2 separate regions of the Mus musculus genome follow, and region 1 is linked to region 2. A link is a contact called in public HiChIP or PLAC-seq data. All regions are on one chromosome and are shown on one strand. The core of a region is the stretch at or near the end of the contact, and the rest is flanking DNA. Distances in the headings are between cores, read along the strand shown. Region 1 has its middle 38 kb from the start of Gm32533. Region 2 holds the start of Plxna4os1 (plexin A4, opposite strand 1).

Region 1 (4,638 bases), core at 737-3,236, 1.7 Mb after region 2:
CACCTAAAAAGTGCCTCCGTGTAGTCTTGCCCCACAGCCATGCTGGCACCAAGGGAAACTGCCTCTTTTCATAGCACAGAGTGTCTTTCTGGAACACCCATTTTCAGTCAAGTGTGATCTCAAAATCCATCAACTTTAACCAACCAGAATACAAATAAATGCCCCATCTAAAATCCCTCAGCGCTCACCTCCATCTTGCTGAACTTCCTGATGCTCCAATTACATGGAGCTAGGATGGCGCATTCATATACAAAGTGATGACAGCACACACAAGCTCTGTGCGCACTCCCACTGCCATGTGCCACCCAGGCTGTTGGCATGGAGAATTTGTTTTAGTCCCTTCTCAGGCTTCTTACAAGGGCAGAGAGGCCCCCCAAACCTCCTTTCCATGCTGTGTTAGAGCTGGGGTTCCAGATGCAATCTAGACGTGCTAGTGAGCTACACTCGCCTGTGTAATAGGGAAGTAGATGGAAGCCTCTGCTTGCACTGCAGTGGGATGCCAGGTCAGTCCGAGGAAAATGCATGTTATCCTTCAACTCCCTGTCTCCATGATGGGTCTTCATGTCAGAGGTGGTAGACAATGTGTGATTTAGTAATCATGTCTTTCCTTCCTATCCATCATGACTAGGGTGATTTGTCTCCGAATCAATCGTCTAAAGGTGGCCCCTTATTTCTGCCCACCCAGTGACTTTCAGGGGTACCTGAGGTGCTAGCATTCATTTCTCAGCGAATGCGGTTCTGCTGCCTGGGTTGGGTCCTAGCTGACACTGCGCATGTGCTCCTGTGTACACATGCACACATCTTCTAAGGTCTGACAAACACTTTGCTCTGTTATTTCTTTAAATGTAGGAAGTTTATATTGATCATCTGCTGAGTGGTAGAACTCACTAAGTGCTGTCAGGCATCAACATGAAAAAAAAAAAAAAGGTTTCTCTATTGATCCTTAGGAAAATAGTCTCCATTATGGGACTACCACTCACCCACGCCATCACACAAAACCAATGCCTAAACAGTTGCTGTGTTGTGTGGTATTAAATACCATCGTCAGCACTGGTCAGTCAAGAGCCTGGGCAGAGTGGAGGTGCTTCCTTCATCTAAGGCATACAGGTAAGGAAGGAGAGAGAAATGGTGAACAGAATGAACGTCTGTCAGGGAAAGCAAGCCAGTAAGCAGCATCCCTCCGTGGCTTCTGCATCAGCTCCTGCCTCCAGGTTCCAGCGCTGCTTGAGTTCCTGTCCTGCCTTCCTCCAATGATGGATTGTGACCTGGAAATGTAGGCCAACTAATCCCCTTTCTCCCCAATTTACTCTTTGGTCATGCAGCCATAAAACCCTGACTAAGACAAGCATAAAGAGCAAGCAGGGTTATTATCCTGGTGGCTCTGGTTTCTGCCACAGTACGTTCCTCTGCTAAGGCCACGCCCATCCACATGGGATTTCTCTATGGACGCCACTTTAGAATGTGCCCCATGTGCCTCATGTGCCCTGCCATGATTCTGATTGACAGCAAATATAAGCTGCTATATTCAAATTTCCTCCGTGAAGAACCTGTAACGGTTCCCTGTTGTTTAATAAAGGCCAAGTCCAAATTTATTTCAATAATGTATAAAAAATTCAATTGAGAAAATAAATCCACATTATATGACTTGCAGATTATCATGCAGCCGCTGCCAGCAGCCATAAGCACGGTGGGAATGATAAGCCTGAGATTGGACATCGGGCTCCTTCAAGGTGGCACATGGATAGTCTCTCTTTGGTTTCATTCAATCATCTGCTTCCAAGCCTGCTATTTCCAGAGGATGCTTCCTGCTCCTTTCTTCCTTCTCATTTCCACCTCCCCGCTTTCCTTTTCCCTCTCGAAATATACAAGTGAACACAGAAGGCAGAAGCCTGACCCTGTATGAAAAATAAGCAGGAGAAAGGACCGAGACACTTTGTAACTATTACCCAGCCTCTGACTAGGCAGTGTCAGGTGATTGTGACTCATGTGGAGCACAGGAAGCCAGAGTGGGGAGGAGGGTGGGAGAGAGGCCCAGAGTCCATGCTTGGCATGGCTGGACTTTCATGTATTCCCCTTTTCTTCCAAATGAAAGGCCAGTGATTGTCAGTTCTTTGTGGGCTAATTCCAAACAACAGCTGTGCTGTTAGTTACCTTTCTTGTCGCTGTAACAGAGTGCCAGATAGAGCCACTTAGAAGAGGAGGGACTTATTTGGGGCTCATAGTTGGAAAGGATCTGTCACTACAGGCAAGGCATGGCGTATCCAAGCTTCCACAACATGGAATATGGAGCTTGGATACATTGTGTTATCTGGCCACTATATAGACACCTAATGGTGGAGCCCATAACAATACAGGATGCCTCTTAGATACATTGTGTTATCTGACCAGAAAGCAGAAAGCTGGAGCCAGAAGCAGGGCAGGTTACAACTCTCAAGCCCTTCTGTAATAGCCTGCTCTTGCCAGCCAGGCTTCCTACCCCAAAGACTCCAGGCTTCCCAAAGCAGCACCAGCAACCACGTGTTCAAGTACAGGGGAGTCTGTGGGGGACATTTTACAGCTAACGGATAGCACACACTTGTGGAGACTTAAAGTGAGTTTTACTAGTGGCGTCACAGAAAATGGTCACAGTAGACTTGGTTTCCAAACAACAAAGTTCAGCCAAGGTTGGCAGCCAAGGAAAGAATGGACACGAAAGCTGACGCCCCGCCCCTCCTTGTGTCCTGTGACAGTCCTGCTGAGTGCCTGCTTCTCCCCGGAGTAGGCCGAGGAGCGGAATTTATTACACAAAGCTGCACTGGGGCTGGAGCGCACAGCAGAAACTGTTTCTTTTTCTTTAAGTGTCAAGACTGTTGCTTATTTTTCAGGTAAATGTTTTAAGAGAAGCCAGATAAAGTTACCTGAGTATATTTCTTTTTTGAGAAGTATTATTATTATGTACTGTCATGATTTTATATTTTTCATTAATTCATTTTTTGGGGACAATTTCAGTATATATATATATACCCGACACACACACACCACACACACACACACACACACACACACACACACACACACACACACACAGGTTACATAAACCCTCCAGCTGTTCTTCTCCTCTTTCCATCCCCATTACCTCCTCTTGTCCCTCCACGCCCCTCCCACCAGCATATCTTTCTGTTTTGATTCTAACTTTGTCACCCAGGTAAGGACTATTCTTCCCAAGGCCTTTGCTAGATGTTATACTTCCAAGACAGTTCTCCCTTATCACTGACCAAGTATGACTGAAACCTTTATCTGACATTTGTGCACAAGGCAAAGTGAATAACCCTTTCCTGCTTATCTTTTCTCCTCCACATATGTGCCCGCTGCCTACCGTGATGTTTCATATTCAAACATTTTTCTCTTGGGGACCAACAAGTTGGCTTGCTCTGCAAACCTGACAACTTGAGCTCCACCCTTGAGCCCAAGTAAAGGCCGAAGGAGAGAGCCGACTCCATGAAGCTGTCCTTCGATCTCTGCAAGTATTCCCACACAAATAATAATAATAATAATAGTAATAATAATAATAATAACAACAACAACAACAACAAAGTTTTAAGATAATTTCATATATATGAGAAGAATTAGAAAAATACAAGCTGGAGAGGATGCAGAAATGCATCAGCACCAGACACCTCCATTTCCAGGTGAAAGGTTGACCCAGGAAGACAGAAGCACAATCATGGAAGTATAAAACTTGCCCTAGAATCCAAGTCACCTGGGTTCAGTTTTGTAATCTTCCACTAGCCTATAGTCCAAGATCTGGCTGGCTCTTGGGTATTTTCACCCACACATTAGCTCAGAGGGTAAAGGGAAATAGGATTAGACTGTGGAGAGATGAATCACCCTGGGCTAGTATGGGAAGATTTCAGACCGTGCTGGGGTTTGGGAGTTCCACCTCTGAGAAGATGGAGAGCTAGGGAGGGTGCTGAGTCACAAAGGTGGATAAACACGCAGATACCCTTCCCTTGGTGTCTGGAGAGCAGGTGTGTGAGGCCTCCTCTGTGGACTCGTTCCATTTAAACTCCAGCTGAGATGGAATCTAATCTCCATAACTGGTGACTTTATTTTCATCTTTCTAAGACTCATTTATGAAATTAGAACAATAATGCCTAACCCACAACCCATGCATGGCGATTGTGAGAATGAATGAAGGCCACACCTATGGCCCTAATGAATACTGTATCCTCCTCACCTTTCTCTACAGACACACCAGAGGGCTCACATCCCTGGACGATGTCTAGTTAGTCATAGGATCTCCAAGTAGACTTTGGAATAATGAATTCATGACATATCTGTTAAGACTGTATACATTTCAGGATGTCAATATTTAAATCTGATTAATATTTCCCTTAAAAGTTTCTGTTTTCCATGGACTAAGACATTCTGATGTAAACTTTCTTCAACTGACTTCACTTGGCTGCAGAAACCATCTGCTAGTATCCTGACCAGGACACCTGTGATATGAACATCTCCCATTGTTTCTGATGGGGCATATGCCACATCTGGAAAATTCATGGAAAAAGAACTTCCCTGGGATTTTTCCATGGAAGTACAACCAAAGCTATTTTGGTTCTTTCTCAAACAGAGAAAACTTGCCTGGTGAGGTGCTTATAC
Region 2 (4,628 bases), core at 2,087-4,586:
CACACCTCCAACCCTTTGATGGCTTTACTGATCTGCATAACCTTTGCTTTCTCCTTCATAATTCCTAACCCTCTCTGAAAGCTCTATTGTGTCTCCTACTGCATTGGACTCTCAGAAGGAAGCCAGAGAAGTACGGTTAGAGGTGAAGGCTGCCCCTGAACCCAGGCTGTGAACACAGAGAGCAGAAACAGAAAGGGGAGACTGTAGTCATCCACTTAGTTACTAATGCATCATCTCAGAGTGATTCTTTATTGTGTCCTTTTTTAATGGAACTGTAGGGAAAATGAATGTGTACAGAGGAATGGAGGGAGAGGCAGCAAGACACAGCCACAGTAACCTAGTTAGACAAATATGTTATTGAAAGGATTCAGTGCAAAGTGTCTGGGGGCTGGAAAAACAACCCAACAAATTGTAGCCAAGGTTCCCAAGAATCAAGAGCCCTGCTTTCAGGAATCTCATAAAGGATGGGAGGGGCTAAATATCAGGGCAGAAGAAGGCCAATTGTGTCCCAGAAGCTCCGTGGGGAGTAGGGGCAGCTTCCAAAGCTTAATTATTCTACTTCTGTACCTATGGAGCAATGGAAGCCACAAACCAAGGCAACCAAAGAAAGCAAAGGTTTCTTTTTATACTAATGTTGAAACCTCGGTATCTTTGGGTACCAAACTGTGGCCCAATGTCATCGGGCATCCGAGGAGTCTTTTGATAGTCATGATAACAAGCTAGTCTTCTAATAGGGTAGCATGACTACTAATTTCTAATATATTCCCAAGAGAGGGGCAGTAACCCTGACATGCTTTCTGCAAGCCAGGCCATAGCCAACATCAAGTGTTTGCCATGTCCCCTCCAAAGGGTTGCTGAGCAGCACCACCAGAGAGCAGCTCAGTCAGGAACCTGGGGGCTGGACCCATGACCTTCTCCTCATTAGCCCAGCTGCTGAGGACCCCAAGTTCCTCCCTCTAATAAGTAGCCAGGGAATGGCACAATGGAGGTCTGCACAGGCCACAGCTATGAACCAGCTTGGCAAGAGAGTCAGATCTCTGCAGGTGGCAACTAGGCTGGGAGCAAATCTAGTGGCCTCTCCCCCCCCCCCCAACGACCGGACCCCTGGGGACTCCCAGAGAAGTTTCTCAGCCTTGTGGGCAGTACCAGCCAAACTCCACCAGGAAGCTTCCATCCCCTTCTAGACCTTAGCTTTACCCGCCCCTAGCAGCTGCCTGTCAGGGGCAGATAAATCCCATACAAAACCACCCATCCATCCCAGCTCTTGCTCCCCCTCCCAGAGTTTAAGGCAGGCAGCCACAGCCACCATTCGAACTATAATTGAGGTGAGGATTGCCACGATGATTAAGTTTGTGTGTTTCCTGGCGGGTACAGGGAAGCAGTGGCCCTGCTCACCAGGCTGAATTATGGGGTAGGTCATTCCCTTGTTAGTGGGGATAAATTTTATTAGCTCCACTCATGTTGCCGTGTATCTTCCTCTCTTGCTCCTCCGGCCTGTGTGTCTGGGTAATGTCGCCTGCATGCAGGATAAATCAGGAGAACAGATCCCATTATATTTTGGAACACTGACAGAGACATAGTAATGACACGGAGAACGATACTGGTTTTCTTTGCTCTCAGGGATGCCGATGTGTGTCTGTGGACAGCATAGGGGGCCAGACTCACTAGGGAGAAGGACCTAAATGGACAGATAGAATGAGGAAAGTGCCCTTGGTTGTCTCTTCCTTCTCTAACTTTGTTAACGAAATGAGAGCAGTTGCCAGTGTGTGGATGTGTGATCATTCCCTTCAGCCTTACAAAATTAAAGGACACTGGAGAGGCAAAGCAAAGAGTGTAGCTTAAAAGATGTCTTTTCCTGGCACAGTGTCTGAGCCCCCATCACGTGTGCATAGAGAAAGGAAGACAGGCCAGCAAACAAGCACATCCTAGGGACTAAGACACCGAATGCAACCTCAGTTATATACAGTCCAAACCTCTCCAAAGAAGATAATGATGGTGTAAATCCATCAATAAACCACGGGGACAGTATAACCAGAAGTGGGGGTGCAGGGTGGGGTTGGGATCATTTGCATTCATCAAGGGGTTCTAAGGGCCTTCCCTTACTTTCTAATAACATCGGTGTGTTTCTTTTTTGCTTTTTATGGAATATATACTGTCTCACCAACTCCTTCCTTAGCATAAAATTAGAGCAGAAGGGGAACTGTTTACTGGCCTTTTGATAGTTCATGAGCAGGTGCTGGCTGAGGCCCAAAGGTCAGGACTCCCTGGCCAGCATCCTTGCCAAGATACCACCCTGTGTAGATGAAATGAATTAAAGGGAACTCTACATCTGGGGTGATTGGTGAGGTACATTCATGTGTTGATGGATAAGATGTCCAACATCCCATTTCAGTCTGTGCTATGCCCACTGAATGAGTCTCATGTGTACAAATACACATACACACTTGTATACGTATGAGAGAGAAATATCACCGTGTTCATGGCTGAGGGTCCTGTGTGAGCAGGAGAGGAAAGAAGCCACAAAGATAAAACAGAGGTGATGAAACATGAAGATAGTGGTTTAGAGCAAGACAAGGAGAAGCAACAAGAGGGGAGATGGACACACGGAAGTTGTGTGCACATGCGGGCATATTTACCAGTGTGCATGACATTGTGCCGAACCTGCAAAGTAATGTCTCAGCAGGGTGAGGATCCATGTCCTTAAGTCATAGCTCAGAAACTTATAGACTGAGTCTCTTGAATGTGTCTGTTTTAAAATTTGTGTGATTCTTGGGTCCCCCCCCCCCAATACACACACACACACTGACCTGCTGGCCTCCCAAGTGGCATCTTGGGAGAACACCATACGCCAACCTTGGACTTCCTCCCACCAGATCTAGCTCATCCCCCAGGACTTGGCCATCATCACATGACCTCAAAAGATCCAGATGGGACTTCTACTGCAATTCCTCCTGACCAAGAATGCCTTTAGACCTGGATGCCTAGTACTGGAGCTACATTGTGGGGAGACATGGGGGTGGGCAGGGAGGGAACTTCTGTCTTGGGGTTGCCTTACCACTGGCATTTGAAGTTTAAATAAGGAAATTGTGTACTCAAAGGGCTTACAAGGAGTGAGGGCTTGCAATGTGTACCTATTTCACGAACTTGTTTAGTGGTTTGTAGTGTTGACAAGATTGGTTGGAATGAGAAGGGGGGCAGGGTGTGGAAGAGGAGGAGTTCCTGGACCAAGGGAGTGTGAGTGCCAAGCAAAGAGAGGAACCCTTGCCTCTCACCATAACAGGAAACAAACCCATGTAGTCAGAGTCCAGCTTCCTGCTGACAGAGAAACGAAAACAGCACAAGCAGACCGGCTGAGGCTGGCCTGGGACAGCTGCCTGGCTATTCCGGATGCTCGTTTTCACGGGGTTCAGGATCTCAGGCGCCAGGCAAACCTGAGTGACCAGCTATGCTGGGACACAAGGCCAGCATGAGTGCAAGGGGATAACCCTGCCTACTTCCTAGGACTACCTGCTGTGTCTGGGAATCAGTTGAATCACACAGCATGTAGGGATGGAGTCCTCCTTCATATCAACGGTGTATGCTGTTGGGCAGAAAGTGAAAATGAAGCTTGTTCTTGTACCTCTGGGACCCCCATGGAACTGGTAAGGCCAGTGGGTAAACCTTCAAGTCATATGGGAGCTTGGCCCAGCCATAGTTCTTCCAGAAAGGCCTCTGGAATCTTGGGAGAAGTTTGCAGACTGCATTAACTTGGAGAGTCCCATTTGTACCCAATACTCAGTGTCTAGGACCACACATTCCTAGATGGTCCTTGCACAGGAACCTTGCCAACCCAGACAAGTTCTACTGGCCTTGCACTGAGACATGCTATGGGAGAAGTAGTGGGCTTGAGATTCAGACACACAGTATGCTCTAGACTGTAGAACATACTTAGCATTAATTACATAATACTAACCTCAGTGCTTGACTCTCTGTCCCTCTATGCCCTTGGGGATTGGAGCCTGACTATTCTGTTGCTCTGTAGGACTCTGGGAACAATGAAAGAGGGGCATGAAGCACATTGCACACTGGCAGGGCAGGGCTATGCAAAGCTGTGGTGGTCCTCACCGTCTACCCCCAGTATGAGGGCCTGATAGGTGACTGGTGATGATTCAAAGTAAGAGTCCCTGCCCCATGGACCCACTTGTTTGTTGTTTGTTTGGTTTGGGTTGGGTTGGGTTGGGTTGGGTTTGGGTTTTTTGGTTTTGGGTTTTTTTTTTTCCTAGCAGAAGGTCACTCTGAGGTCAAAACTCACAGAGAAGAGGAAGTGGTCTGTATCCACTCTGTGTCTGCTTCCCACTATCAGCCCTAGACTGGTCCTGCCGGGTGCTTCTCAGCTGGTTTCAAACTCAGACTTCAGGAAATGGAGTGATAGACACTCCCTTGACTACAACCTTTGTCCCATCTACAGGGTGTAGTGATCCACTTCCCTTTCACATTCCTGGAGACTGAGGTCTTTCCTTGATCTTGGCCAGTCTGTTGCCTAGTTGCCTAAAACATTCCCAGGATTTAAGATGTTTTCTCTACTCCTTGACTTACTTGGAGCCAGAGGCTAGGGCTCTATAAGGGAACTCAGCAAACTAAAGAGGGAG

The links. HiChIP or PLAC-seq counts read pairs in DNA pulled down with a chosen protein or histone mark.
Region 1: a FOXA1 HiChIP or PLAC-seq map of pancreatic cancer cells shows a contact between it and region 2. The contact joins the enhancer-like site here to the promoter of Plxna4os1 in region 2. A contact is called at or near these places in 5 of 39 promoter capture datasets (the 3T3-L1 cell line, hippocampal neurons, pre-B cells and 1 more) and 1 of 115 datasets of contacts at active chromatin or transcription factors (pancreatic cancer cells).

The regions. Positions count from the first base shown.
Region 1 is chr6:34,232,640-34,237,277 of GRCm38.p6, forward strand. No RefSeq gene overlaps it. Among named protein-coding and RNA genes, the nearest start is that of Gm32533, 38 kb to the left of the region's middle. Within about 2 kb of position 1,987, at least 42 of the 459 cell types and tissues checked have an H3K27ac peak or open chromatin away from gene starts, as enhancers often do. A contact at or near this core is called in pancreatic cancer cells, where this site is marked.
Region 2 is chr6:32,507,805-32,512,432 of GRCm38.p6, forward strand. It overlaps Plxna4os1 (plexin A4, opposite strand 1), which reads left to right and starts at 3,337. Exons shown (of 2, transcript NR_040277.1): 1 at 3,337-3,641. The region is part of intron 2 of Plxna4 (plexin A4); the gene reads right to left.